7 separate regions of the Mus musculus genome follow, and regions 1, 2, 3, 4, 5 and 6 are each linked to region 7. The links are chromatin contacts, called in public HiChIP or PLAC-seq and promoter capture Hi-C maps. All regions are on one chromosome and are shown on one strand. The core of a region is the stretch at or near the end of the contact, and the rest is flanking DNA. Distances in the headings are between cores, read along the strand shown.

What was found. Promoter capture Hi-C pulls out the DNA fragments that hold promoters and counts their contacts. HiChIP or PLAC-seq counts read pairs in DNA pulled down with a chosen protein or histone mark.
Region 1: an H3K4me3 HiChIP or PLAC-seq map of bone marrow-derived macrophages shows a contact between it and region 7, with 4 times the contacts expected there. The contact joins the promoter of Lamp3 here to the promoter of Klhl24 in region 7. A contact is called at or near these places in 22 of 39 promoter capture datasets (the 3T3-L1 cell line, 3T3-L1-derived adipocytes, the C10 cell line and 14 more) and 4 of 115 datasets of contacts at active chromatin or transcription factors (bone marrow-derived macrophages, embryonic stem cells and extraembryonic endoderm stem cells).
Region 2: an H3K4me3 HiChIP or PLAC-seq map of bone marrow-derived macrophages shows a contact between it and region 7, with 4 times the contacts expected there. The contact joins the enhancer-like site here to the promoter of Klhl24 in region 7. A contact is called at or near these places in 9 of 39 promoter capture datasets (3T3-L1-derived adipocytes, the C10 cell line, the HPC-7 cell line and 5 more), 9 of 484 Hi-C or Micro-C datasets (the CH12 cell line, the HPC-7 cell line, LSK cells and 5 more), 8 of 115 datasets of contacts at active chromatin or transcription factors (the 230-238 cell line, DN3 thymocytes, the SCID.adh cell line and 3 more) and 4 of 9 other capture datasets (adipose tissue, liver, macrophages and 1 more).
Region 3: a contact with region 7 is called in an RNA polymerase II HiChIP or PLAC-seq map of embryonic stem cells, with 9 read pairs. The contact joins the enhancer-like site here to the promoter of Klhl24 in region 7. A contact is called at or near these places in 1 of 484 Hi-C or Micro-C datasets (embryonic stem cells), 3 of 115 datasets of contacts at active chromatin or transcription factors (embryonic stem cells, extraembryonic endoderm stem cells and pancreatic cancer cells) and 1 of 9 other capture datasets (adipose tissue).
Region 4: an H3K27ac HiChIP or PLAC-seq map of cardiomyocytes shows a contact between it and region 7, with 8 times the contacts expected there. The contact joins the promoter of B3gnt5 here to the promoter of Klhl24 in region 7. A contact is called at or near these places in 21 of 39 promoter capture datasets (3T3-L1-derived adipocytes, the C10 cell line, the HPC-7 cell line and 15 more), 1 of 15 datasets of contacts at CTCF or cohesin (the NIH/3T3 cell line), 10 of 484 Hi-C or Micro-C datasets (B cells, embryonic stem cells and nephron progenitors), 29 of 115 datasets of contacts at active chromatin or transcription factors (the 230-238 cell line, DN3 thymocytes, SST interneurons and 14 more) and 4 of 9 other capture datasets (adipose tissue, embryonic stem cells, liver and 1 more).
Region 5: a contact with region 7 is called in an H3K27ac HiChIP or PLAC-seq map of extraembryonic endoderm stem cells. The contact joins the enhancer-like site here to the promoter of Klhl24 in region 7. A contact is called at or near these places in 4 of 484 Hi-C or Micro-C datasets (the HL-1 cell line and embryonic stem cells) and 6 of 115 datasets of contacts at active chromatin or transcription factors (embryonic stem cells, extraembryonic endoderm stem cells and trophoblast stem cells).
Region 6: a contact with region 7 is called in a promoter capture Hi-C map of the C10 cell line, with 4 times the contacts expected there. The contact joins the enhancer-like site here to the promoter of Klhl24 in region 7. A contact is called at or near these places in 6 of 39 promoter capture datasets (the C10 cell line, the HPC-7 cell line, HPC-7-derived erythroid cells and 2 more), 1 of 15 datasets of contacts at CTCF or cohesin (large pre-B cells) and 5 of 115 datasets of contacts at active chromatin or transcription factors (bone marrow-derived macrophages, embryonic stem cells and large pre-B cells).

What each region holds. Positions count from the first base shown.
Region 1 is chr16:19,704,492-19,708,553 of GRCm38.p6, reverse strand. Lamp3 (lysosomal-associated membrane protein 3) reads left to right here and starts at 2,189. Exons shown (of 6, transcript NM_177356.3): 1 at 2,189-2,338. The coding sequence starts at 2,290.
Region 2 is chr16:19,832,215-19,836,354 of GRCm38.p6, reverse strand. No RefSeq gene overlaps it. Among named protein-coding and RNA genes, the nearest start is that of A930003A15Rik, 50 kb to the left of the region's middle. Within about 2 kb of position 2,019, at least 30 of the 459 cell types and tissues checked have an H3K27ac peak or open chromatin away from gene starts, as enhancers often do. A contact at or near this core is called in the 230-238 cell line, the HPC-7 cell line, acute myeloid leukemia and 5 more, where this site is marked.
Region 3 is chr16:20,452,407-20,456,093 of GRCm38.p6, reverse strand. No RefSeq gene overlaps it. Among named protein-coding and RNA genes, the nearest start is that of Gm41432, 3.3 kb to the left of the region's middle. Within about 2 kb of position 2,028, at least 18 of the 459 cell types and tissues checked have an H3K27ac peak or open chromatin away from gene starts, as enhancers often do. A contact at or near this core is called in embryonic stem cells, where this site is marked.
Region 4 is chr16:19,758,431-19,762,098 of GRCm38.p6, reverse strand. It overlaps B3gnt5 (UDP-GlcNAc:betaGal beta-1,3-N-acetylglucosaminyltransferase 5), which reads right to left and starts at 1,865. Exons shown (of 4, transcript NM_054052.3): 1 at 1,622-1,865; 2 at 1,272-1,458.
Region 5 is chr16:20,476,744-20,480,668 of GRCm38.p6, reverse strand. No RefSeq gene overlaps it. Among named protein-coding and RNA genes, the nearest start is that of Eif2b5, 20 kb to the left of the region's middle. Within about 2 kb of position 1,933, at least 74 of the 459 cell types and tissues checked have an H3K27ac peak or open chromatin away from gene starts, as enhancers often do. A contact at or near this core is called in the HL-1 cell line, embryonic stem cells, extraembryonic endoderm stem cells and 1 more, where this site is marked.
Region 6 is chr16:19,669,006-19,673,120 of GRCm38.p6, reverse strand. The region is part of intron 5 of Lamp3 (lysosomal-associated membrane protein 3); the gene reads left to right. Among named protein-coding and RNA genes, the nearest start is that of Lamp3, 35 kb to the left of the region's middle. Within about 2 kb of position 1,895, at least 10 of the 459 cell types and tissues checked have an H3K27ac peak or open chromatin away from gene starts, as enhancers often do.
Region 7 is chr16:20,095,492-20,099,618 of GRCm38.p6, reverse strand. Klhl24 (kelch-like 24) reads right to left here and starts at 2,065. Exons shown (of 8, transcript NM_029436.3): 1 at 1,948-2,065.

The DNA.
Region 1 (4,062 bases), core at 940-3,439, 390 kb after region 7:
TTTTCTCTGTTAATGTGGGAGGGACCAGCATACTGGAAGTGGTGCCACTTCTGGTCAGGTTGTTCTGAGTTGTATGAAAGAGCAACCTGAGAAAGCCATTGGAGCAAGCCAGTAAGTAACATTCTTCTATACTTACTGGAAGTAGTTTCTGCTTCCATGTTCCTGACTTGAGTTTGTGTCAATTTTCATCAGGAGTGAACTGTGACCTGGGAGTTACCAGCTGAAATTAATCCTTTCCTCTTCTAGTTGCGTTGACCACGGTGTTTATTACAGGAATTGAACACAAGTGTGGTAATGTATTCTTCTTAAATGCATAGCTAAAATTTAGTAAGTTAACCCATTGTTATGGGAAATGTATCATTCCTCTCCACCAACAGATTAATTGGTAAAAGACTCCTTTGTCTTGAAATGTGACTATATTTGGAGATGGAGTCTTTGAAAAGTAAAATGAGGCTGTAAGCATAGGCATAAGAATTGGAGAGCAGAACACAGGCATGCACAGTGGATGACCATAGCCTCCAGTCTACTAGACTTAGAAGAAATAAGCCTAGTGATAGACTGATCTCAGACTTTAGACTATCTGAATTTTAGGAAAGTAAATTTCTGGCATCTGAGTTGCCTCATCCATGGTACTTCATTGTAAGAATCTATAAAATGAATATAGTCACAGTCTTGGTCAGAAAAGAAGTCTCAAAAATTTGTAAGATTTAAGTTCTAGAACTGTTTTAACCATAAAGTTAAACTAGAAGTTAATATAAGATATATCAAAATGTCTGTATATTTATAAAGTAACACATATATAGAACTGATTAAAATGGAAAAATATATTTAATCCCAGAACTTCTTTAACTCTGCTGTGGCCTCTTGGCTTTTCATCATTATTCTGTAGTACACACACACACACACACACACACACACACACACACCCTCCAAAATGAGGAAACAATGAACATCACAGTGGCATGCCTTGCACACAGAAAGTACTCTAGAACTACTCCACAACTTTGTGATTGAGAAACTGGCTGGCAAAAGTTTATAGAAATGGTTTCAAGCTATTACATAAAGAGGAGACATAGCAGCTTTATTTATAATAGCCAGAAGCTGAAAAGAACCCAGATGTCCCTCAATAGAGGAATGGATACAGAAAATGTGGTACGTTTATACAATATGGTACTACTCAGCTATTAAAAACAATGAATTTATGAAATTCTTAGACAAATGGATGTATCTGGTGGATATCATCTTGAGTGAGGTAACCCAATCACAAAAGAAAACACATGATATGTACTCACTGATAAGTGGATATTAGCCCAGAAGCTCAGAATCCTTCTTAGAAGGGGGAAAAAACACCCATGGAAGGAGTTACAGAGACAAAGTTTGGAGCAGAGACTGAAGGAACGACCATCCTGAAACTGCTCCACTTGGGGATTCACCCCATAAATAACCACCAAACTCAGACACTATAGCAGATGCCAATAAGAGCCTGCTGACAGGAGCCTGATATAGCTGTCTCCTGAGGGGCTCTGCCAGTGCAGAAGTGGATGCTCACAGCCATTCATTGAACAGAGCACAGGGTCACCAATGAAGGAGCTAGAGAAAGTACCCAGGGAACTGAAGGGGTCTTGAAGCCCCATAGAAGGAACATCAATATGAACTAACCAGTACCCCCCAGAGCTCCTTGGAACTAAATCACCAATCAAAGAAAACACATAGTGAAACTTGTAGCTCTAGCTGTATATATAGCAGAGGATGGCCTAGTTGGTCATCAATGGGAGGAGAGGCCCTTGGTCCTGCGAAGGTTCTATGCCCCAGTATAGGGGAATGCCAGGACTGGGAATGGGAGTGGGTGATTTGGGGAGCAGGGAAAGGGGGGAAGGGATAGGGGATTTTCGGAGGGCAAACTAGGAAAGGGGATAACATTTGAAATGTAAATAAAGAAAACATCTAGTTAAAAAAAAAGTGGAGACCCATCTCATAAGGGAAGGAGATGCCCCAGATTTGCCACCATTCCTGGAAAAATAATTTCTGTTTCCCTTCACCCTAACTAGCCCCCACCCACACTTTCATCTCTTTCAAACACTCCAGGAAGAGGTAAGTGTTTACTTTCTCACTATGAGGTACAGAACAAAGCTTGGCTCTATTAGCTACCTCTCATGATGTGAGATCAGTTTCCCTGCCATAAGTGGATGAGCTTGGTGTTCCTTGGTGTTCTGTGGATCTGCTCTGAAACTGAGTCCATTCCTACAGAAGACTCAAGCACACAACAGTGGTAGAATAATCTTACCTGCCATGCCTGGGCAGATCTCTGCAGTAGCTGTACTCTTCCTGTCCCTGACTGGTAAGTGACACACCCCATTTGCTGTGGTGGCCATTCTTTATCCATTTCTCTTAAATCTAAATGCATGTAGGTGTCCTGGACCAAAGGTGAAGCAGGGAGGGCTATAGGGCTATAGATGCTGTTTCTGCTACTACAGGTATTTAGTGTGAGAACATTTAAAATCTGTTATCTTACATAGGTGGGGCAGACCTATTTTTTTCCATGGGCCTTTATGGTTTGAGTGGAATTTCTGTGAGTTAGAATAGGAATCGATACCAGAAGACATTGCCTATGACACCTATATTAGTACAGATACCATATCAATGTGAGTTTATAAAAATCACGTTGATTTAAGAGAACTAGGCTAGAGCTTAGGAATTGGAGCTGTAGCTGGTTTCATACTCCGTCCTCTGTTTATCTTAAATATGTTGTTTATTTATATAAATAGTGACATGTGAAGATATATCAAAAGTCATCTGATCAGTTCTACCACTTCACAAAGGTGTAAACTGAGGCATCAAAAATGTTATTAAGATAGTGCTATTGCACATCAAGTCAGAGAAGTAGCCTTGGGAGCCAAGCTTTAAATGGCTATTTAAGTACCTAATCTCACTAGAGTATTTTGTGCGAAAGATAATGAGTTCTATCAGGTTCTTGTTCTGTTCTACTAGCAAGTGTATCAAAAAATTTCCAGTTCCTCCTACAACTACTGAATTTAGCTTGTGAGATCACTGACTTAGTCTACACTCCACTGCTTACATGGAGTGGAGGACACTGTGGCCTCAGTTGTTACATGAATCTTAAGGAAGCTGTGCGGTCATGATAGCTGCCTTAATCCAAGTAGTTTTTGTTTGTGCCATGCTTTCAGAATTATAATTTCATGCTCTCCGAAGTACACACACACAAAAAAAAGACTTAATTTGGCAATGTAGTACAATGGTCGTGTTAGCTTAGCTTTGGATCCACTAACTAACACTGTGGGAATAACTTCCCACAACTTAATGTTTTAAGCTAGAAGAAAAAGTAAAAATTGCTGCCTATGCACAGACTCTCATCCCTCTAGAAGTAAAAGTAGGATTAAAGGCTCCTTACTACAAAAAACACAGGCTTAGCTTATTAAACTTTCATTGCTAAGGAAGAAGAGGCAGGACTTTGAATATTTACGTGTGTGTGTGTTTAATACATTAGTAAGCATTTTGTCTTTGTTATTATAATTTCATGTTCTTTCCTAAGTGATACACTAAACACACACAATTGTTTATTGGCTAGTACTTACATATGAGAAATGAACATTTTCTTCTTCTGAGATTAGGTGGCATCACTTTTTCTTCTTTTTTATTATATTTTCATTATTTAAAAGAAGTTTTAAACTTAAACGTATTTTAATTATATTCCTCCCACCTCTCAAGACATTCCAGATCCTTTCCCCCTCCCTACCCAAACAATTTTAAGTCCTTTCTAAAAGAAAAATCCATCAAAACCCAACACAACAACCTCCAATCAAGTAAACAAAGTAAAACCTCAGCCCTCAAGACCCCAAAACAGTGAAAAGTCAGCACCCCCACCAAACTGTAACCAAACATAAATACACTAAAAACTGTGGAATCCATATGTCGGTCAACTACGCCTGAACATGAAGCCTATCCTAAAATGGTTGAAATATTCAGTGTCACTCTATTGGAGAAAACTGACTTTCCCAGAAGGTATAACAATACAGTTGTTAACCTTTATCATAGTGGCCAGGT
Region 2 (4,140 bases), core at 770-3,269, 260 kb after region 7:
GACTGGAAAACAGTGAGATCTTGTAATTTGGGGTTGTGATGTGTGAGAGGATACACGTGAGGTGGAAGGACATTGAAGGTTTGGGTTCTGGTGGAATTATTTTGTCTGGGAAGCAGTATCTCCATCCTTATCCCAGAATGCATCCCTACTCCCAAACCTTCAGTATCACCCTCTCCAGTGGGAATTGAACCCATATTGTTTGTAGAATGACCATGGATGAAATAGCAAATAATGCAGCAACAATGCTGATGGCTCTCAGTGCCTATTCATCTTTGTCTTTTAGAGTTAAGGCTGAATCAGCCATAGAGGTAAAGTAGGAAGTGTGGTCCTTGAGGAGGTATGCTATACCACTAAAGGGACTTAAAGAGTTTTCAGTCAAGCAGACGTCTGGGAATTATATGCACAAATAGATTTTAAGGGTGTGAGATAATGAACCAGAGAATATAAAACTGTATCAGGCTGAGGTTATGATATGACTCACTGAGCAGATATTCTGGATTTAATATTGCAGCCCATGTAGTTAACAAAGATAGCAAGAGTTTATTTGACTGTTAACTTAAGTATGGGTAAAAATATAGTCAATTGTGAATGATCTGGGAATCTCTGATATCCCTTTAGTTAATGTAGATGAAGATGCAGAAGGTCAGGGAAATTGGAATTCTTGAGAATGTTTGCTGTTTAAAACCCAGTTATCCAACATTGAATTAGTCAGGGTTTTTTACGGAAACAATACTGGTACAATACATCGATAAATATAAATACACATTACACACATATAAATATATACATTAAAGGAGTGATTTATTATATTGGTTAATATGATAGGTTCTGGATAACCTAACCATGGTGTGCAGTCTGTTCACAAGGCTTTATGCATCAGTCATTCTAGTTCAATGCTGAAGGCCTGGAGGATTCCTAGAGAGGGCTGGTCTTCAGCTCCTATCAGAAGTCTGAAGAAGCTGGGTTCTGATGTCAGAGGGAGGTATTGCAGCTGCACAATGGCTCCAGCATGGAGTGAATCACTGAGATCCAGCTTCAGCTGGGAAGAGTCTTGAGAAAGGTGAGAATGGGAACTATGCTGCTTCAAGAATGACTTAGAGTCAGCAGTAGATGCAAGCTGTCAGTTCAGGTATGCTCTTTGTTCCCTGAAGATTCTCATCATTTTTCCTTATTCTCCTTCTTGACCAGAGAACCTGAACCTAGTCTTTTATTTTTAAGAATTACATCATTAAGACTTTGATCATTGTTAATAATCTTCAAAAATTCTTAAATTTACATAAATTCTATGAGTCCTGGATCAAGAATCCCATCCCCATTTCCTTAGAGCAGAAACTAACCACAAGGCAAAAGCATATTTCCTTATGGGTTTTTAACAGCTTGTTCTCTATGGGTAGCTTGGCACAGTTCTTGTGGTTTCCTGGTACAACAGACAGCAGCCTTTAATAACCGTTTTCATGTAAGAATAGAAAGGTGACAGAATACTAATGTTGAAATGATTTCATAAAGTTTTGAAATTTATGTAGGCAAAGTGGTTATCTTTCTCTAATTATCATCTTCAATTCTTCAAATAACTAGGAGAACGAAGTACTAACTTTTTTACATCATCTTTTAATTCTCTAATCTTCATTTCCTTATTCTAGTAGTTCCATGGCCTCATATATTCTCCTTCTAATACTATTTATTTCTAAATCATTTACAAGCCTTTCTACTACATGATAAACCCATCTATCATTCACTTATATTTTATATATCCATGCCTTTTTTCCCTTGGGACCACTTTAATTCTCTATCCTTGATGTCCCTAAGTTCACCCTGGCTAATTAATGCAGCAGTCATTGGAGCGGAGGGTAGATGTATCTCCTTATCATTCCAAATCCAAGGCCAAGTCTGGCAATGAACTATTTCTACAAAGGACCATGTAGGCTTTTATGGCCTCTGCAGTTATGTTATCTAAATCCTTTTCCATGGCCCTAAAGGCCCAAGTAGAGGCCTGTTCCTCATCCTCCACAGCCTCATGACCACCTCTGTTCCTCATTCTGGAAACCACATCTGTTTCATTTATTATGGAGTGGTTAGATCTGAGTAATAAGTATATTCCCCAGAAAGAAAGATTGAAAGTAAAACAGAAGAGAGAGCAGGTAAGTTTTAGGCCAACAGCAGTCATTAGCTCAGGTGGGGATTATGGGGACCAAAGGCCTGGCGGTGTTCCAGGGCCTGTGTCACACCTCACTTTACACAGCCACGCTGGACTCAACAGTAAAGGGAGGCAAGAGAAACACAGTACTGCTCTTTCCTCAGAAATCTTTATATGTAAGCCAGAGCAGAAGGTGTTAGCCATGCTGGAGGAGAGCTCGGCCCTCAGTTTTCCTGGGAAACACTCTCCCATCAGCAAGTGTGTATTCTAGTTGACTCCAGGTCAAATCAAGTTGATAACAAAGATAAACCATCACAAACATTCTTAGCCACTGTGCATGTTCTTGTTCCTTATCGTGACCATGTCTATGTTTCTGGGGTCCTCTATTTTGTCAGTCTTTCCCCTAGCTTCTCCTTTTCAGAATAGTATAAGGGGATACTTTGAAAGAATGTATTTCATGATGTCAAAAAACCTAAGAGAAATGGATAAATTTCGAGATTCATGCAAGTCCCCCAAATTAAACCGAGAAGATACTTACAATCTAAATAGACTCATAATAAATAAATGAGGAGACAAAAATAATAATAAAATGCCTTCCAATTAGCAAAGTTCAGCGTCAGATGGATCAGAATTCTACCAGATGTTCAAAGAACATCTCCAGCCAACCCTTTTTAAATTAAAAACAAGCAACAAACAAACAAACAAAACAAAACAAAATCAGAAAGAGAAACAACGGAGTACCCCCAAACTACTTCTATCAAGTTAGTATCACTCTAATAGTCAAACCACATAAAGACTCAACAACAACAGCAACAGCAACAACAACAAGGAATTTGCGTACTTTCTGTTGTTTATCTTGCTGTTGATATTCAATTTTATTGCATGATGGTCAGATGCAGGATGTAATTTCAATTTTCCTATAATTGTTAAGACTTGATTTGTGTACTAATGTGTGGTTTATTTTGGAGACAGTTTCATGATCTTCTTAGTATTTGGGTGAATGGTCTGTAGATATATGTTAGGTTTATTTAACTCCAGAGATTTTCTATTTAGTTTTTGTCTGAATAGTTTGTGTAGTCTTCTGTGTGGGATATTGAAATCACCCACTATCATTCCTGTCTGGGTTAATATGTGATTTTTAGATGCAATAGCATATGCATTTAGGACTGTAATATTATATTTTGAAGTTTTTCTTTCCTGATTTCTTCTGATCAGTTTGTTTTGAAACCTATTTTGCCAGATATTATGATTATTATGCCTGATGGTTTCTTAGTTCTATCTGCAGTCTATCATTGGTTATGAGTAGCTGAGGAAATCTTAATATAAGCTTATAAGTAGTGAATGAAATTGACTATAGGAGTGGAAACTATGTATAAAAAAAGAAGGAAGAGAAGGAGGAAAGCAGAAAGTGGAAGGTGAAGAATATACATTATTTCAACTCTATTGAAAAGCAATGTTTCTTCCCCCTGTTAGGACATTTGCTGATAGTATAATGACCCAAGAAAAATTAAAGCTTTAAAAAATATCATTTTAAACAAAGTTGTGTAGGATTCTCTATTGAATATTCTCATTAAATAGTAAGTAAATATTCTTATTAATAGTGAGTAAAAGCTGAATCAGGAATAAGATAAAAGTGACATTTCAGCTATTTAAATAAAACACTGGAGAAAGATGTCTGCTCAATATTGTGGAGATAGAATTCTCTAAGTACTGTGGTAGAAACCATGTAGTTTCTGTGGTCACTAGAATTATATATCTATATTAATTCATTTATACTAATAGAAAGATTAGAAATAAAAATGATTCTATTGATATTTATTGTAAAATTTTAGGGTAAAATTCAATCAGCCAATCAATGGTATTTGGTTGTAAGATAAATAGAGGAAAGAAGATTTGGTCTTGTTGGTCTTATTTTGAAATCTATGTTAAATTTATAAATTAATTTTGAGAAAATATCATTTGTGCAAAGATACTTCTAAGTTCTTTAGGACTGCTAGATTTGTTTT
Region 3 (3,687 bases), core at 779-3,278, 360 kb before region 7:
GGAGATAGAAGTTTCTGACCTGGATCTTGGTATGGAGATCTTGAGGCATAGTAGCTCTGAATTCCAGAAGATTAAGACAGGAGTTCAAGGTCATCTGGGATTAAAGGTGTGGTGGCACACACCTTAATCTGGGCTACACCTTCTGCTGGAGACCTACATAAGGGCATTGGAAGAAGGAAGACTCTCTCTCTCCTTTGGCTGCTTGCTGTGTGGGACTGAGCAACTGCTAGATCCTTGGACTTTCATTCACAGCTGCTGCTGACCATTGTTGGGAGTTGGACTTCAGACTGTAAGTCATCAACAAATTCCTTTACTATATAGAGACTACCCTTAAGTTCTGTGACTCTAGAGAACCCTAATACAACAGGCAAATATGTATAGACACATATACATTCAAATATTCATATACCCACACTGTCCGGGCCTGACAGTCTGTCACAAGTATTCACGCATGCTTACATACACATATAACACTATATGTGTCCGGGCCTGCATGCTTACATACATACACATATGGTTACACACAAACATATAAACAAATATATACATTTGAATGGATGAATGAATGGGGCAAACCTCTCTAAGCCAAACCATTCAACCAACCACCAACCACTTTATTTTTTTTCAGTGGTCTTCTTATACTTTTTTTTTTTTTTAGTTTTTCAAGACAGGGTTTCTCTGTATCTCTGTATAGCCCTGGCTGTGCTGGAACTCAGAAGTCCATCTGCCTCTTCCTCCCGAGTGCAGGGATTAAAGGTGTGCGCCACCACGTCCGGCTTTTTTTTTAGATTTATTTTTATATGTATATATATATATACACACACACATATATATATATACATATATAAAATGTATAATACATATATATGTGTATGTATATGTATATACACACATATAAAATGTATTTATTTATATATATATACACACACACATATATACATATATAAAATTTATAATACATATATACACACATATATACATATGTATATACATATACATACATGTATATATGTGTATATACATATATATGTATAATTATAATACATATATACACATATAAAATTTATTTTTATATGTATATATAATAACAACTATATATAATTATATTATATAGTACTATTACATATATATATATTATTATATGTAAGCACACTGTAGCTGTCTTCAGACACTCCAGAAGAGGGCATCAGATCTCCTTATGGATAGTTGTGAACCACCATGTGGTTGCTGGGATTTAAACTCCTTCAGCACGCCTTTAATCCCAGCACTCGGGAGGCAGAGGCAGGTGGATCTCTTGAGTTCTGAGTTCGAGGCCAGCCTGGTCTACAAAGTGAGTTCCAGGACAGCCAGGGCAATACAGAGAAACCCTGTCTTGAAAAAAAACAAAAAAACAAAAAAACAAAACAAAAAAAAAAAAAAAAACTCCTTCAGAAGAGCAATTGGGTGCTCTTACCGGCTGAGCCATCTCACCAGCCCTTCTTAAATCTTCTTAGACAAATATTTCTTTAGATAATTAACTCAGAGATAAAATGTTGTGGGTGGGCCTGGTGCTGTTTGTATGCTAATTCCACTCTCCTGGGAGGGGTTTTGGACAAGGAGTGAGTCACATGTACACAGATGGCTTCTTGTGAACCAATCCCCTAATGAATAAAGGAGCCAATTACTGGGCGAGTAGGAGGGACTTCTGGGTTAGCAGGAGGAAGCAGGAGAAAGTTAGGCCTTTTTGGAATGGGGAAGGCATGAGACTAAGTTGTAGCTGCTAGAGTTTCCCAGAATCATGGCTGATCCACAAGGATTTGCCACTGGAGGAATCAGATTTTAATAAGATTTACAAGATTAGGATTTAGTTGTTGCGCCCAGAGATTGAGTTACCGTCGTTTCTGAACTAAGTTTGTGTTGCGTTTTCCTTCATGTGGTGGCTTGTTTGGGTTCAAAAGAGAAAGGTAGGATGGCAAAGCATGGGTTTGCCTAAGGTACACCACAAAGGCCATGGGGGAGGTGTGGTAGTGACCTGTCAGTGGGTACCTAGCAAGTTGAGTGGAGACCTTTCCGGAGCTCCGGGCCAGAGAGTCTCCATGAGATAAAAACAGGCTGGCCATTGCCTGCCAGTGCCTCTGGGGCAGAGGCACAAGTGTGGGTACGTGCCGGGTTGTTTTTTTTTAATATTTATGGCATCAATAAAATGTTACATAGAATGGGAGTTACAGAAGAACGTTGATATTAAGTTCAATGCTCATTATAAGTTCAAAGCAACTGTTTTTACATGGCCGTGCGTTATCATAGTGCACACTTGTGACCTTTATCCTTAGGTCTAAAAGTTTTTTCCTTGAACACAAAATTGTCCAAAGACTATTTCTCTTTTTAGTGTGATTATGAAAGTTCATTGTATTTCTTATTATGCAGCCTTTACTTACTATTCTGATGAGTGGGCACATTCTATTCTAGATTCTAACTTTATTATATCTTTCTAGCAACTAAGTCCATCTCTAAAAACTTCCTTCCTAAAATTATTTGAATCAAATCAGGAATTCTATAGAATTATTATCTATTTGTCTATATAGCACCACTACAAGATATCTTCATTGTTCTGTAAAGATCTGCTCAAAGGGGTGGGCTAATACTTAGTGATAGTTATATATTTAATAATAATAGGAGAAGCATATTAGTAGCAGGAGTCCTTCCTAAAATGAATTTCTCATGAGCCTTGCCTATCAGAGCAAATCTGTTGTGGATTCTAATCCAAGTTGGACTCATCTCAGGAAAATCACCTGTTAGTTATTAGCTTCTCCTATGATGGCTCTTGACAAACAAACCAGAATAGGGCAAAAACAAACAGAAGAAAAAGAGCCAAAGAAAAAACACAAGAAACACATTTAGACACAAAGACACACATGTTCACACTCACAGAACTCCTATAAAACACAACACTGGAAACCATCATATATATGAAAAAGACATGTAAGGAAGTCTAGACAAAGCATTATGAGACCAGGAACCTCCAAAAATACCAATAAGTTTGTTTTATGTTGGCCATCTGCTGCTGGGACTTCCCTTAAGTGCAGTTTGTGTACCTAATGGGACTCCATTAGAGAAAACTAATTTTTCCTTTGTGAACAGTTAGCTTCTGGGTTAGGAATGAGGTTTGTGTCCATTCTCTCGGCATTGGGGTCTCATCTGTGTCTGACCCATCAGGACCCTATACCACATCCTCTGTGAGTCAGAAGGTATCTTAAGTGTTCAGCCTCATTTTATCTTCTCCTTTCTTATTCATCTCTTCCTTTTTCTCAAATTCTTATCCCTTCTTCATTTAACTATAATATCCCATAGCTCTAATAATTTCTAACATCCGTGGATCCTAAAGTATCCAGACTTCTAGTTACTTTAACCACTTCAATCTTTTTCTTATAAACATTGATAGAGTACTTAGCCCTTATCCTTATCCACCCTATTGTTCTCCCAATCCTAACCTTATTCACTGAGAGCTGAGCACACTCTAACCTAAACAAAAATTCTTTGTTGTTTGTCCTCCAACAATTATTGAAGCTAAATTTACTAACTGGTATGATACTCGAATAGAGATAATACCAAGCACATGGGATGAAACCTTACTCAGAGAATAAATGTGTTTACACCAAGCACCCTAAGCTTTTGGACTGAGGATTCATTCTCTCTCTCTCTCTCTCTCTC
Region 4 (3,668 bases), core at 616-3,115, 340 kb after region 7:
AAAACAAAAACAAAACCACTATGCCCTACATTTCTTTTGACAAACTTTTCCTTCGTGCTAGAGATTGAACCCAAAGTCAGACTTGCAAGCCTGTATCCCCTGCTGCCTTTTGATGAAGTCCACACTTACCAACTGTTTACAAATCACCCTTTCAGTGTTAAGGGTGGGGTCATTTTCTGCACCACTACCTTCAATCATACTTTTCTGGGCCAGTTTCACTTTCTCATATACCACTTCCTGGCATCTCTGCCCCTGGGGACCAGACTGTTTCCCAAAATAAAGGCACAGAGGAGCAAATCTAATTTTAATGAATGTACTTTCACCAGAAAGTTAGCCTAAAAATTAGCTCTACCACCACTGACTACCTTGTGATGGCATCTGTGTCCCTGTAACATGACCCATAACCTAAGAAAACCATTACTGCTGTAAAGAATGTGAATCAAAAGCTGTTACTTTTATCTACGGGTATCTGAACAATCACTTTACTAGTATATTAAAGAAAATGGGAGTAAACAGGAGATTCTCATTAGAAAGATCTTTTCCCAATTTCTCCTACCCGCCTGCTTTCCCGTTTTCTTTTCTTTTTTCTTTTCCAGCTAGCAGCTATTCCAAAGAGCCGGTCAGCTCCCTCACGTGCAAGCTACCCTAGGCGGTCAGCCCGAATTCAATCCAGCATTGATAAATCTCAGGACCCAGACTGAAGATGCGCCAAGGCTGGACCTGGCTTCGCGACACCACAGCCACCTCTCCCCATTGGCATTCCGGGTAAATCCGGTGCTCTGGACCCCGCGGGTCGGATCGTACCTGCGGCACAAAAGCGGCAGCTAGGCCTAGGGTGGTCGCCGCCCAGCGCTCGCGCCCACCAGGCCGCAGTGAACAAAGGCGCTCGCCGAGGGAACTCTCCCTTCTTCGCTGCACCTCCGGACCGGGAAGCCCCGGCTCGCAACGAAGAGCCGTCTGTCTTCCTGACCATTCCACCCTGATGCCCCCGGGCCGCCCGTGTGGACTACCCTCTGCACCCCTTCCCGCCTCCCGGTCGGGTCCGGGCTAGAGGAGGGGAAGCTAGAGGTGGGGCGGGTCCCGGGACTCTCAGCTAGCAGCCTCGGGGAGAACCTCAGAGCCGGCACAAAGCTAGCCCAGCCAGAGACTTAGACTCTGCAGGGGCTTCGAGAGTGCCCGGTCTAAAGCAGACTGCGAAGCCACGCTCCCCGACAGAGGGACCTTGGCTCACAGTAGGATGCAGCGGGCACTTTGGGTGGGCAGTGACTGACCTTTCATCCAGGAGCGGCGTTGGTTAAGACTGGAGACCCATTCATCCAAACCACGTTTCAGTTAGTCATTTCCGAGCTGAAGGTTTTGAGTGGACAGCGGTTCTCCCATCGTCTCGTAGTTTCCTAGCAAACCCTAAGAGCCCGCCGGTCTTCTGTCAGGACACTTAGGACTTGAGCTCCTGGGAGCCTAAGTAACAAAGAAAGGAAACGCACATTTATTTGAAGCGAAGACTGCACGCCTTATGACTGCACAGCAACAGTTCGTTTTAAAAGCAGACCCTTCCCCTGTGTTCAGCCTCCCCATTGATTTACATTCCAACCCAGGGAATTTCAAGCATTGTAAAACTCACCGAGGAACCCAAGTCCTTAAATGTCCCAGAGGTCCGCTGTCCTCCTAGAAGCCCTGGGGGAAAAGTCTCAAGAACAAAAGTTGCAAACTAAATTTCGGTTGTAAGCGAGGAAGCTAGGGCAGGGCTCCAAGAGAGACCCCGCTGGAGCCGGCTAGAGCCGGCTGAGAGGGGCGGGCCTGATTAAGGGTCTTGGCTCACTCAGGCTGGGGCGCAGCCGCAGGAGCCTCCAGCTGCTTATTTGGTCACTCCACTCCAGGCTTCCTCGGGAATGCTCAGCCCCGCCCCTCCCCTACCCCGGTCTGTGAAGGTGACGTGCCCCGCCCTAAAGTGCTATCTGTGAGGACTCCAGGAAGCGATTGCCTCACTTGTTTGCTAATAACTAAACTATAGATTCAGAAGACCAAATGTGCACCTGAGCCCAAAGGAAAGTTCTTGTTCGGCCTGTAACCAGACATTATCAGGATAGTGTAGACATCAGCTGAAGGAGCAAGTAAATAAATCTTTTTTTTTTTTTTTTTTTGTAGCTAATTGCTTGCTTAAAAAAATGCTGTTCTAGACTTTTCCTTATAGAAGCATTCAATAGAGCTCCTATTTTGAGCAGTTTTGTAGTTATACATACTGAAAACAGGACAAGAAAAAAAATCCAAAAATGTCAAGTCCAAATATGGGTTTGTAATTGTAAAAGTCAGTAAGTTCAAAGTAGTTGCTGAATCAGTTTAAAACACACTTGTTATTTCAAACTCTAGTTTTAGGAGATTTTGCAACTGCATTTTAAAAGCCCTTCAGCGTATTTCCAATCCTGAAATTCTTTTCATGTGTTACTCACACAAGGCATGGTTCGCTGTTAACTCACCTGTCCAGAAGACCACAAGCAGAAATACTAATGTAATGGGACTCCTAATGGAGTCTGACAGTGATCTATAAAGAGGAGCATTCATTGTTCCTACAGGGTTAATCACCCCCCAATTATCTTCTTAAATCCTGACTAATCCTTTATATGGTCCTCCCTAAAACACATGTGTATTTTGTATTCACATACATATATTCAAGTGGGACTTTGTTCCTTTTCGGTCATTTGGAACTAGTTACATGTGTCAGTTTATATAGGTAGGCACATGGGAAATATGAACTGATGAGAAAATATACACACACACACACACACACACACACACACACCCCTTTCCAACCTCTATACAAATAGACATGTGGACTAATGATTTTAAAAGTAAACCCATATGGTATCATATGCCTGTAATCTCAGCACTCAGAATGATTTTCATGAGTTCAAAGGCAGCCTTGATCACATAGTGAGTATCAGGTTAGCCTAGGGATACATATAATACTGCTGCTGCTGCTGCTGCTGCTACTACTACTACTACTACTACTACTACTACTACTACTACTACTAAAAATCCAGAGTAGAAAAATTAGTGAGCTGTAGAGTTGGGGTGGGAGGGGTAATGGTTAAAGAACCTGAGGCTAAGAGATGAGGAAGGGCAAAGAGGCCCAGAATGACCTCTCTGGGCCCAGACAGATATATGTATGTATGACAGGCCCATGATGTATGATGTTACACACACACACACACACACACACACACACACACACACGCACACACAGACACAGACACAGACACACACACCAGGGGACAGGCAAAGGAGGTCCTCCCATTCATCTAGAAGGATTCCCTAGACCATCCAGATCCTCATCCACAGTACCATAGAGAAATGTATGATTTCATTGCCAGTGATTGCATGAAGCTTGTGAGATGGTCTGGGAGTAAAATTAGATCATAACAACAGGAGGAAAGAGGTCAGTGTATTCTATCCACAGCAGTTGCTTGTGAGCGTAGCACCCTAGAATACCATGCAAATATCTTTGAATCATACTGTTAGGAATGCGCTTTGCAGAGCACAAGAGAACTGTAGAATATATCTGAAAAATAAAAGTCACATCAACTTATTAAATTTAAAAGTAAGAGGGGCTGACATTTTCATGTTAGAAAGTACAGATAAGATGGGGGATGGGGAATGGCGCACGCAGGGGG
Region 5 (3,925 bases), core at 684-3,183, 380 kb before region 7:
TCTTGGGTCTTTCCATAGAAAAGAATGTCATCAGAGCCCATGTAAAGCAAAGTCAAAGTTTATCAATGGCATCCAGTATAAATATGAATATTAGAAAAAAACAAGCTGCCCCGCCAAGACAAGACATCCCCAAGCATGGACATGGTTTTCCCAGAGCTGAGTCACTTTTAGGTGTTTTAAAGAAAGATTTATTTATGTGTGTAGGTGTTTGGCCTGAGTATGTGTACGCTGTTCAGCACATAACTATAGTGTCTCTACAGGCCAGAAGAGGGCACCAGATTACATAGATCTGGCGTTACAGCTAGTGCACTTTAAACTCGGATCCTGTGTGAAAACTTCAAAGGTTGAGGTTTGGTCTTTTGCTATGTATTGTAATGCTAAATACTGGCTGGCTCTGGTTGCCTCAGGCATGAAAGAATCCTCACACAGCCAAGTGATGCTGTTGTAACCTTGCTTCTTAAATTAAAACTATTGGTTGAATAAAGATGCAGAAGAGAGAGAGGATGGGGGAGGGGAGAGAAGAAGACACCATGGAGTAGGTTTGCCATGAAAACAAGGCAATGACGGCTGGCCAATTGAATTTAAGAGCAGGCCAGGGGCTGGACAGATGGCTCAGTGGTTAAGAGCACTGACTGCTCTTCCAAAGGTCCTGAGTTCAATTCCCAACAACCACATGGTGGTTTGCAACCATCTGTAATGGGATCTATGCCCTCTTCTGCTGTGTCTGAAGACAGCTACAGTGTACTCATATAAATAAAATAAATCTTAAAAAAAAGAAAATGAATTAACAAACAAACAAAAAAAGGAGCAGCCCAGATGGAACATGGTTAGTTATAAATTGTAGGGAAGTAGACACTAATATCTTAGAGGGTGGATATCTGCCCATCTCTAGTGCTTTAAAGGCTTATTATACATAATAAAAGTTGTGTGCTTTTTATCTGGGAACAGAGTGATCAAAGTGGAGTAGAACCCCCCTTTGAGATTAAATATTTACTACAACTCTTAGCTGCCGAGACACAACTGTTAGGTAATTTTACAAGAAGCATGTACAGTGACATTCCATGTTCCCATTTAACAAAGCTTGCTTAAGTGTAGCCGGCATATTCACCCTGAGTGGACTCAGGGAGCAGCTAGTGGCGGCCATAGGCAGGTACAGGGAGGACTGGAACCTTTCAAAGCTTTAATCTTTTATCAGCACTCCTGATTTTAAAAATGACGAGGGTCAATAACTCCACTCCTACTGAAAGTATAACGTAAAAACAAAATTCTAGGCCTTTAGGCCCAGGCTTGGGAATATGACCTCTGTGACTAATGCTCCAAGGTATGCTAATCATAAAACAGATAGCGACATTCATCCACCCACCCGCTTCCTGGGTTCAAAGAGTGTTCATTCAAAGAAAGTCAACCTGACCACTGCTGGAACCCGCTATGCAAATGTGCTATTGTTAGGGGCTCTTAGAAACTGTCTTGAGAGATAACCTGCACAATTACCAGGTATTCCTTGTGACTCTTGTGACTTTGCACTTCCTTGGGACTCTTAACCAACAACGCCCTCCCCACTTCCTTGAGTTGTGGTTTCTTCCTTTAAATACCCCCTTACCCAGCTACTTGGCGCGCCACGGTCCTCTACCCCTGCATGGTGTATGACCGTGGGCCCCCGAGATCACTCTTGAATAAAAATCCTCTTGCAGTTTGCAGCAAGACCATTTCTTATGAGTGATTTGGGGTGTCGCCTCTCCTGAGTCAGAACATGGGGGAGTCCTCACGTTGTGGGTCTTTCACTACCAAATGTCCTGGTAAGCCTGAGTATTGTAGGGTTTCATGGGGACCCAGACTTTTTAAATAAAGCTTCTAAGCATCTCAGCAGGACCAAGGCCACAGGCCTGCACCAGAGTGGGAAAACCAAATTTTAACTCTAAGGAATGTTAGGAATCTCCTGGTGGACCTTGGCCGGAAGTCCAACCCCAGCAGAGGAGCTATTTGTTTTTGATGACAGCTGGATCTGGGAGGATCAGTTTTCTTTAAGGGTGTAACTCCTGGTAGGTTGGCCAATTTCCAGGACTGGCCCCACACCCAACCATTTGAATAATGGAATTTGAACTAAAAAAGCTAAGAGCACAAGTTGGGTAAGGGAGGAAGGTAAAGGCAGAGGCAAGAAAAGTTGAAAGGTATAAATATGATCAAATACACTGTATAAAAATTTCAGGGAAGTCTTAAAATATTTTTAAATTGCTTCCCTCCATTTTTTACATTACTCTGAGGGTGTGCTTTACTCAAGATTGAAAGGCTTGATTGTGTTGTAGAAACTCATGGGTCAGAGAGAAGTGTTTACACGCTAGGTCACAAGTTGTCCTGAGCCTAGGTAGACACAGATAATTACTTTAGGAATCTGAGTGAAGTGTTAAAACTGAAGGTCCCATACAATTCTGGCGCTAAATAAGCACAGACTGGGTAGACATCACTGTTGTCCATCCACAGTGCTAGAAGTTTCCTGCCTCTGACTACTACCAACGGAAAATGAGCCACGCTCCAGGGTAAAGGCTCTGTGCAGGGTCGTCTTTTTTTCTTCTTCTTTTCTTTGCCTGGATTCCATGGGCTAGAGTTTTAGAATGAATAAAAAGGAGAAAGTGCGCTGATATACAGCTGCCGTTGCCACTGTTGCCACTGCCAGGCCTTCTGCTCCGTGATGGATGTACCCTCAGGGTGGGAACAACCCCCCTCTTATGTTACTTTTGTTGGGTATTTAATTACAGCAACATGAAAAGTAGCGATCAGATCACCAAGCACAGTGCCTTCTTTATTTTCTGACCAGACACCCTCATTTTTGCCCCTGAGGTCTTAGGCCTATTTTATCCTCTTTATTTGTCTCCACTGAAGTCACAGTAGGTGACATCCCAGGCAGATCTTAAATAAGACCTTGGAGGTCCAAGAATGCCCCATACTGGTTGTCTGCCGTGTGTGTGTGTGTGTGTGTGTGTGTGTGTGTGTGTGTGTGTGTGTGTGTCTGTCTGTCTGTCTGTCTAGTGTGTGTGTATGTCTGTCCCTGTGTGTGTGTGTGTGTGTGAGTGTGTGGGGCTGTCTGCCTAGTGGGGAAGGGCTGTTTGCCTAGTGTGTGTGTGTGTGGGGGGGCTATCTTCCGTGTATGTGTGAGAGAGAGAGAGAGAGCAAGCTAGAGAGCTGTCTGCCTAGTGGGGAAGGGCTGTTTGCCTAGTGTGTGTGTGTATGGGGGGCTATCTGCCGTGTATGTGTGTGTGTGTGTGTGTGTGTGTGTGTGTGTGAGAGAGAGAGAGAGAGAGAGAAAGCGAGCTAGAGAGCTGTCTGCCTAGTGTGTGTGTGTGTGTGGGGGGGGTGCAATTTCCACCTTGTTAAGCTTCCCCAGGAGGTTTGTGGCCTCCATTTCTAGAGGGTTTTTCTTTGTCCCAGAAAGAGTTATACTTTGGGTAGAAATTTGGTCTGAACAGCACTTAAGTCTCATCTAAGTGTTCAAGTTTAAAGTTATGAACAAGTTGAAAGGGGGAGAGTTGGATCTGCCCTGGATCCATTCCCAGACCTGACGTCAGGAGCTAAACCTCCACACTCTGATAAAGAGATTCCTGAACAGGCCTGTAAGGCAAGCAAATAATGTCAGGTACTTGGAAGGCAAAGACTGGAAGGTGGCAGCTCAGATCCTGTCTGGGCTGAACAAGCCAGAGCTCAGTGCTGGAGTGTTCATTTACATGCTCATGAAAGGACAACATAAGCCTCATGAAAGGACAACAAGAGCCCCATTTGTCTCCATTTAAGGACCAGGCCTGATTTAGAAAAAAATGGCCGTAAGGCACCAGCTCCAGGAACAGACCGTAAGTCCCAGAAACTAGGCCATAAAAGACCAGCTCCAGAGATAGACCATAAAATTCAGAACAAAATCACAAAGCCCCCTCCCAAA
Region 6 (4,115 bases), core at 646-3,145, 430 kb after region 7:
CACACACACACACACACACACACAAATACACACACACACACACACACAAATACACACACACACACACACAAATATACACACACACACACAAACACACACACACACACACAGAGGCACACATGCATACACCCACACACATACACATGCACGTACACCAAGAAAAGAGGGGAAACATTGTGCACTCCTCTCATAAATGCTGAAGACTAAACAATTCCAGCATGTTCAGAGGACATTTTAAACATCTTCAGTAAGAGATTTAAAAAAGACTTTTAATAGATTCTTCCCATTTGTAGAGAGGGAAAAGCAAGATGTGCTCTGTCCACATTCAAGAATGAAGTTAAGTTCTGTCAGAGTCACTTTTCTGGAATATAAGGCATCATTGGACATTGTCTCCGAGCCAGTTTAGTTTACATGCATCTGACTTTTTCTTTGAATTTGAACTACAGCACAGAGCTTGTCTGGAACTTTCCAAGGTGAAACTAGCTTTAGATGAAGGCCAGGGCTAGGTAGGTCACTTTTTAGAAAAGCCTTTGTCTTAGTCACTGTTCTTTTGCTATGAAGAAATACCATAACCATAGCAATTCATAAAAGGGGGCATTCAAGAGTTTCATAGGGTTAGTTTATTATCATTGTAGTAAGGAGCATGTGGCATATAGGGTGTCATGGCTCTGGAACTGAGAGCTTTATATCCATATCCATAGATATTAGAGAGAAAACAGAGAGAACCTGGTCTGGCACAGAGTTTTGAAGGCCAAAGTCTACTCCTAGTGATATTCTTCTTGAAACAAGGCCACATGTACTACAAGGCCACACCTTTTCATCCTCTTAATCCTTCTCAATAGTGCCACTCCCTGATGAGTAAGCATTCAAATAGATGAGCCCACAGGAGCCATTATTATTCAAACCACCACAACCACCTTTTCTATGTTTAGAAAGCAGTGTTATTCAGTCTTCTATGTTTGACCAGAATAGTCATATACATCACCTAAAATATCTTTCTTATAAGAACTCAAAAACATTATAAGTACTTTTCAAACATGTTTAGAGGCTTCATGTGAACTTCTAACATGAATCTTATTTTACTTTGGGTTCCATTATATAACTAAAGATGTGCCTAGGGAAAAAACCTTCCTTTTCATTTATCAAATTAAGAGTTCAGCTGTTGTTTGCTTGGATCCTGTGTTTTTGAAGGGTTTCTTTCTGTCTTAGAGTTTCTGCATTTGCCTTTTGTCTTCATCATAGGGTTAATATTAGTATCACCACAGTTAAGCTGTCAAAAACTGATCTTAGTGTGTCTAACTTCTAGAAAATATTTACTTCTTGCAAAATATCCTCTAACATTAATCATGGGATTTCAGAATGAGGCACACAGTTGACTGTCTAACTGCAAAAAAAAAAAAAAAAAAAATTATGTGAAGAAGGAAAGGGATAGATCTAGCAAACAAGACCTGTCTCATGTCTGGTTACCATTATGAATGCTCACAAGCAAATGCATAAAAGCTCTTTTCTTTGTTTTTCTAAGGAAGGAATAATTAATAGTTAAAGAAACCCTAAGGAAGAGACCAACATTCTTTCATTCTTTTTGCTATTCACCTTCTCATTGAACTCTCACAAACTCCTACCGTTCTATCACCCAAAAGTTTCCCATTTGGTTACTGCCTTAGCTCAAGTCTATATTCCTAGATTTTGTAATTAAAACAAATTTTTTTGTGATGCTCAAGTGGAAAGATATATGCCATTCTTTAAATGCTATATTTTATGAATAACGGTCACTTTAAAAGGAGAAAGCTATTGTGTGAATGAAATTTAAAGAAAAAGGTACAAGGGCCATGGGAACAGTGCTCTTGATGAGGAGGAGATCAAAGAAGGAAAAATTTCTACAGTTTCTCTTTTTACACTCATTAGTTTAAACAGGAAGCTTATGCAATCTTGGCAACAACTGTGGTTTTTGCTTACTTATGAAATGCACTTGCCCTTTTTGGAGGTGTCTTAGTTCTTTCCACATTCCTAAGGGGTTGAGTGAAGCATATGGAAGATTTAAGAGATCCTGCAGGGTCTAGGTTTCTTCTAAGTGACTTATAGGTAATAGCACACATCTGGCTTAGAGAGATGTGGTCCCCTTGTTCCTACGTCAAACACTTATTTTTCTAGACTCCCAGATATGAAGTGTCAAGGACCCTTGTAAAGCTCTACAGAACAGAGTGGAGGTGTTTACTTATGATGCTACCAGCCATCTTGAGGAACAACCAATTGAAGTTTATTTTACAAACCAGATGGGAACTTGTCCTGCAGTATATGTAAAAAAATGCTTCATCTTATTAGAGACATATGCAGGCTCACTGTCTGTTTTAATTTATAATGGGTATACCTGTAATGGCCATAATGTTTAACAAATGCATACTTACAGAATCAGCTTTTTTTGAAGCTAAGGCAGTGGCCTATTGAAATACTGAATATGTTTCTATAGTATGATGGACACATTTCAGTTTATTGAATTCTGTAAAGTGGGACATATCCATTTGACAAATTTCATTTCTTTGGGTACCTTTAGGGTTACTTTCTGTGGGTAATGGAGTTTGATTATAAAATGAGCAAGTAGGACATTGCTTCACAATTTCCTTGGCTTGCTGCAGGATGATAGAGAATTCTTTCTTTAAACCTTTACTGTTAACATTTTTTAAATGGAGTTCCAAAGCCTGTAGCACACATCCTTTCAATTCCATTATTACCTTATGCCAGAGGACCTGGCAGACCTGTATGGGATCTTATGTGTTATATATAGTGGATGACTCCTAATTCTGATCATTAGTTGTAGCTGAGTAAATAGTGGATTCAGTTCAGAATCATCCTGATTTTATGTGTAAAACAACCCTTTCTGCATATTGAGAGTTAGTTACTATATTAAGAGACTCTTGAAAATCTGATAACCATAAGCATTGCATATAATTCAGATTTTTTGAATCCTACTTATAGGGACCCTCAACCACTTTATTTACATCTTTTGAACTGTATCTTCCCTTTTTTAATTTATTAGCATCAGTATAAAATGTTGAGGTTCCAGAAATTGGAGTTCTTTTTATTATAAGAGGGAAAATCCAATTAGTTCCTTTTTACAAATTGAAGTAGCTTGCTTTTAGGGTATTTGTTCTTTTTTTAATCTCCCCTTTCTTCTTTTTTTAAATGGGGTATTTGTTCTTAATCTCTCCTAAGTAATACCGTCTGCTCTTTGCCAATGTTCATCTTGTGCCCATACAAAGGCAATCTCTGCATTAGTAAAAGGTACCACAACTTCAGCTGATTCATCCCAACTAATTGTCAACATCCCTCTTTTCCTTTTAGTATCAATTCAGAAACTTATTCTATGTAGGCTTTTAATTTCTTACTCTGTTTATGTTCTAAAAATATCCATTCTAAGGTGTAATATTCCTCTGCATAAGAATTCCTGTAGGTGAATGAGTAGAAGGAAAGATAACTAAGATGCAGTCCATGTTTGAATACATATAATCTAGATGTTTATCTTGTAATTTCCCTTCTACTAGAGCTAACTCTTTCTCAGCCTTGACTGAGTAGACAAGCCAGTTGTAGGCCATAGCCTTTTAATATCTCTTATTAGCTTCTGAAATTCATTGATTCTTTAATTGGTTTCTTCTGTTTTGTACTTTTTGTGGTCTAACCCTTCATAGACTTATTCTATATTGTAGATAATTAATAGAATCCCCTCTCTGTACTTTTTCAGGGGTGATTGGCCATCCCCAGCAAAGCAAGTTTTTTTTTTTAACATCATCAACTATTTCTTTTAGGATATTCATATATGAAGCAGCCAATAGAATATCATTCATATAATGATTAAATAATGGATTGAGGAAACTGTTATGAATCATCTCCAATAGCTGTTGTACAAAATATTGACAAAAGATGGGGCTATTTAACATTCCTTATGGTAGAACTTTCCAATGATATCTTTTTATTCGACAACTTCTATTAAAGGTAGGTATTGAGAAATCAAAGTTCTCTTTATCATATTTATTTAGAGGAAGTGTGAAAAAGCAATCTTTTAGATCAATAACTATGATAGGCCATTCCTTAGACAACACAGAAGGCAATGGGCTTCCAGG
Region 7 (4,127 bases), core at 816-3,315:
GATAAAAGAGCTGTCCTAAATTTTCCAGGTAAGAGTAAATAAAGTGCATACAAGAATAAATGCTGCAACATATTTGCTAAGTATTTATTTTCCAAAGTCTTGACCTCTGACTCTTAATGAAATGGCAGGAAAACAAGGAAGTTAAAAAGCACACCGGAAAAGCATTAAGGTTTTGGCAATCTGGACGAAAGCCAGGAAAGTTTAAGATATAACTGATAGCTCTCAGAATATTGTTTTCTTCTTCCTGTTTAAAGACTAAGTCACAAGCTTTGTTTAAAGAAACTCAACTTATCAAATGGTAGGTAGTTCTTATTAAAGTATACTGGGTTGCATTTGTATATGTTAAGATCTGAATAACCTTAGTATACGAGTGACTATGTGTCCTGATCAGACAACTTCTTATTCTAACAGGCATCAGTACTTGGATTTTTAATATTAAGAGGGGCTGGAAGGATGGTTTAGCAGTGCTCTTGCAGAGGACCCAGGTTTGGTTTCCAGCACTCACAAGGCAGCTGACAACTTGAACCATCTAGAACTCCAGTTCCAGGAGATCTGACGCCCTCTTCTGGCCTTCGTTGGCACCGAACACAGGTGGGTGGGTACATGCTGGTCAAACACCCACACAGAATAAATCTTTAAAAAGTATATTAAGGCTGCTTTATTAAGTATATTATACCTGCTTTACTGAAGAAACTCAACTTTTCTGAGATAAAATGACAAAACCTAGCTGCACCATAAGTTTAAGAGATTTGGAAAACCACCTTTAATATCCTCCGTCTGGAAATGACTGGGCTTTCGGTTATCTTAATGTACAGTTTTCCAAACACACCTTCAACTCACTTATCAGAAACTTCTCAATTACCTGGGAGATTAATACACGAAATTGTGTGCCCCAAAAAGGGAAAACTAAGAAAGCTCATTCAAAAATCCAAAACCAAAAAACTTTTAGGTGAATAACCTCAAAATATCTTTTTTTTTAAAGGTAAAAGCCACCGTTTATATTTTTAGTGGCAAGGGATACATATTAAATCCTAATAAAGAAAAACAAAACACCAAACCATTATCAACCATCAACCATCTGGTGGTTGTGCCAGGTGTCAGCTGAGAACACTAACAGAAAAAAAAATTGACATGATTAAAATCCGCTAGAGCTGATATTGAAGCTTCTCAAATGTGGCCTTGTGGGTCATCCTTTACTACCTAAGGCTGGACAGAGCAGGCAAGGGCAACTTCGCAGAGCTGCGCGCTGTCCTACGCCAGGAGCTACGGGTTAGCCCCCACCCCCTGGCCTCTGCAGGGCACGCCCCCTTCCTACCCACCGCCCCGCTGCTCCCCTCCCTCGGCGCCCGCGTCCTCCAGGTCACCTTCAGGCGAGGGCGGGACTGCCTGGCACGGGCCACCCACCTACCACCCCCTGCCAATAAAAATTCGGAACTCGCCGGCCCGGCCCGCCTGCAGCGCCCAATCCCGGCCGCCCGAACGATCTTCGCCTCGGGTGCCCAGGGCTTGGGGGCGGGAACATTGGGAACTAAATTAAGAAGCAGAGGGCCCTGAGAAGGAAGCGGGCAGCCGGGTGGGGGCTCCCCCGGGACGGCCCGAGGCCGCGCTCCCGGTAAACAAAGGCTTCGCGGGGGCGGGTAACGGTCAGGTGACCACGCCCCGCATGTTTCGCAACTGTGCTGCTGGCTGCTATGGCCCCAGCACCCCGATCCTTATCCGTGCTAGGCGACAGCACTCACGGTCACCCCACGGAAACTCCAGGTCCGAGGCCGAAACACTCCGGCCGCTTCCACCCTAAGTGTATTGCTGCCGCGGGGCTCGTCCCTGCCCTGTCCCCACGCCCGAGGCCGCATCGGGCTTCTGGCAGCCAGGGACCTCGCCTCCCTCCCGCCGGTGCCGGGGATCAGCGCCGCGGTCGCATGCCGCTTGGAGCGGCCACCCTGGTACCTCTCGGCGCAGGCTGGAAGCGGCACGAGCGGCGACCCCCGTCCCTGCTGCGCCGGCGTCTCCTCGAGCCACCGCCAGTCTCTGCCACTGCTCACAACAAAGGAAACATGTGACCGTCGAGCCAAAACACTTAGCGTCACCCACCCTTGGCCAATGGGGGGGAGGCATCCGCCTTCCCGGAGCATTCTGGGAGACGTAGTTTTTACTGCCGGTGGGCTCTCAGGCCATCTGGGTTCCGCTAGAGGGCGGAAACCCAACCCCGGGCTGCTAATTCCAAACATTTATTTAAGGTAGAATAAGATTAAAGGAATGCATCTTGATCAAGACAGAAGTGGTATGTTGATTGTTTTCAAAGAGCCCTTTACATCCCAAAGCCAAAGCACAAGACCAGGACTTAGCCAACCTTAGAGCTTGGAATAAGGCTTGTTTTAATTACCATGTTCTAACACACTTGGGAAATCAGAGGGCCTGAGAGGTGGAGTGTACTAGAAGCCTGGTCATAATTGCAGAGGACGCTTTCTTTGTAAATCTGTCAAGGTCGCTATCAGAGCCTCAGTTACTTTTTAAATTTAATTTAATTTTTGTCTTAATCAGATGCAGGAGTTGAACAAAAATTGTAACAAACCTTTATTTTCCGAGGCACATGGAATCTTCTTCAAGATGTTTTGTTTCTAGGAGATTCCTTTTCAAGGATGGCCGTCCTCTGCTCTTGAAAATGTTTGGATAGTTCTGGCTTCTGACAAAAGTTACGTACTTCTTCCTTCTGCACTTCATTAAGACAGCCTTGCCTCCGTTAAAATTAGATGTGTTGCCACAAGGTAGAGAGAGAGGAGCAGAGTTGACAGGCAGGCCATTTGATAAGCTTTTAGGTCTCCTTTTCATGTTCTATTAACTTAAAAAAAGCCTACTGAGTACTTCCTGGGGCGCGGGGGTGGGGGGTGGAGTGGGGGGGACCTTTCTTTGACTTTTCTAAGATTTATGGCTAGGCCTGCAGTAAAACTGCTTGCCACTCTGGCTTGACCAGTTGGTGCTATCAGCTTAGAGAGTCCTTTCTTTGGTTTTCTCTTGTCAAAGCAAGAAGATTTATTTTCATATTCTCTCCTTCCTTCCCTCGTCCTTTTCCCCTCCTCCCCTCTTTTCCTCCTCCTTCCTTCTCTTCCCCTCTCTTCTCCACAAATTGATTTAAACAAGATACATAACTTGAAGGAAAACTATCTAGAATTCTTTTTAAATTGTCTATTATTATTATTATTATTATTATTATTATTATTATTAATTCTTTGTGTGTGTCTGTATTGGCTATCTGAGTGCTGGTAAAGATCAGAGTCATTGGGTCCCCCTGGAGCTGCAGGTGCTGGGAGCTGAAATCCAGATAGAGCAATAAGTGCTCTTAGCCATTAAGTCATTTCTTCAGCTCTATTTATTTAAAAATTTAAAATTTAAATATGTTTTGTCTGCGTCTGTGTACCATGTGCCTGCATGCAATGCCCATGGAGGCCAGAAGAAGGCACCAGATTCCCCAGCACTGGAGTTGGTTTCAGAGAGTGTGAGCTACCATGTAGGGATGCTGGAATTCTAGGCTTCATCCTCTCTCATAAAGCAGTCAGTGTTTTTAACAATGGGGTCATTGCTCCAGATCCTTTATTTAGGTTGCAAAACAGCGTCTTAATGTTTCTGAGGCTGACCTCTAATTCATTAGTGATAGAATTTTTATTTTATTTTATTTTATTTTATTTTTTATTTTTTGGAGGGAGATTTGAGAGAGAGAGAGAGAGGGAGAGAGAGAGAGAGAGAGATATGTTTGAACTTATTCGTTTTTCAGGCAAGCATTTTATTAATGCTTCAGCAAGCAGTACAGTAGGGCCCAAAGTGAGAAACTTAGTTTCACTCAAAGTAAAAAGCAAGGTGTCTATTCTTTTTTTTTTTTTAACAAATATTCTTTTTTTGTTTGTTTTTGTTTTTAAAGATTTACTTATTTATTGTATGCTTTAAATACACTGTAGCTGTCTTCAGACACTCCAGAAGAGGGTGCCAGATCTTGTTACGGATGGTTGTGAGCCACCATGTGGTTGCTGGGATTTGAACTCAGGTCCTTCAGAAGAGCAGTCAGTGCTCTTAACCGCTGAGCCATCTCTCCAGCCCCCGTCTATTCTTAAAGATTTCTGAGCGAAGGAGCATAT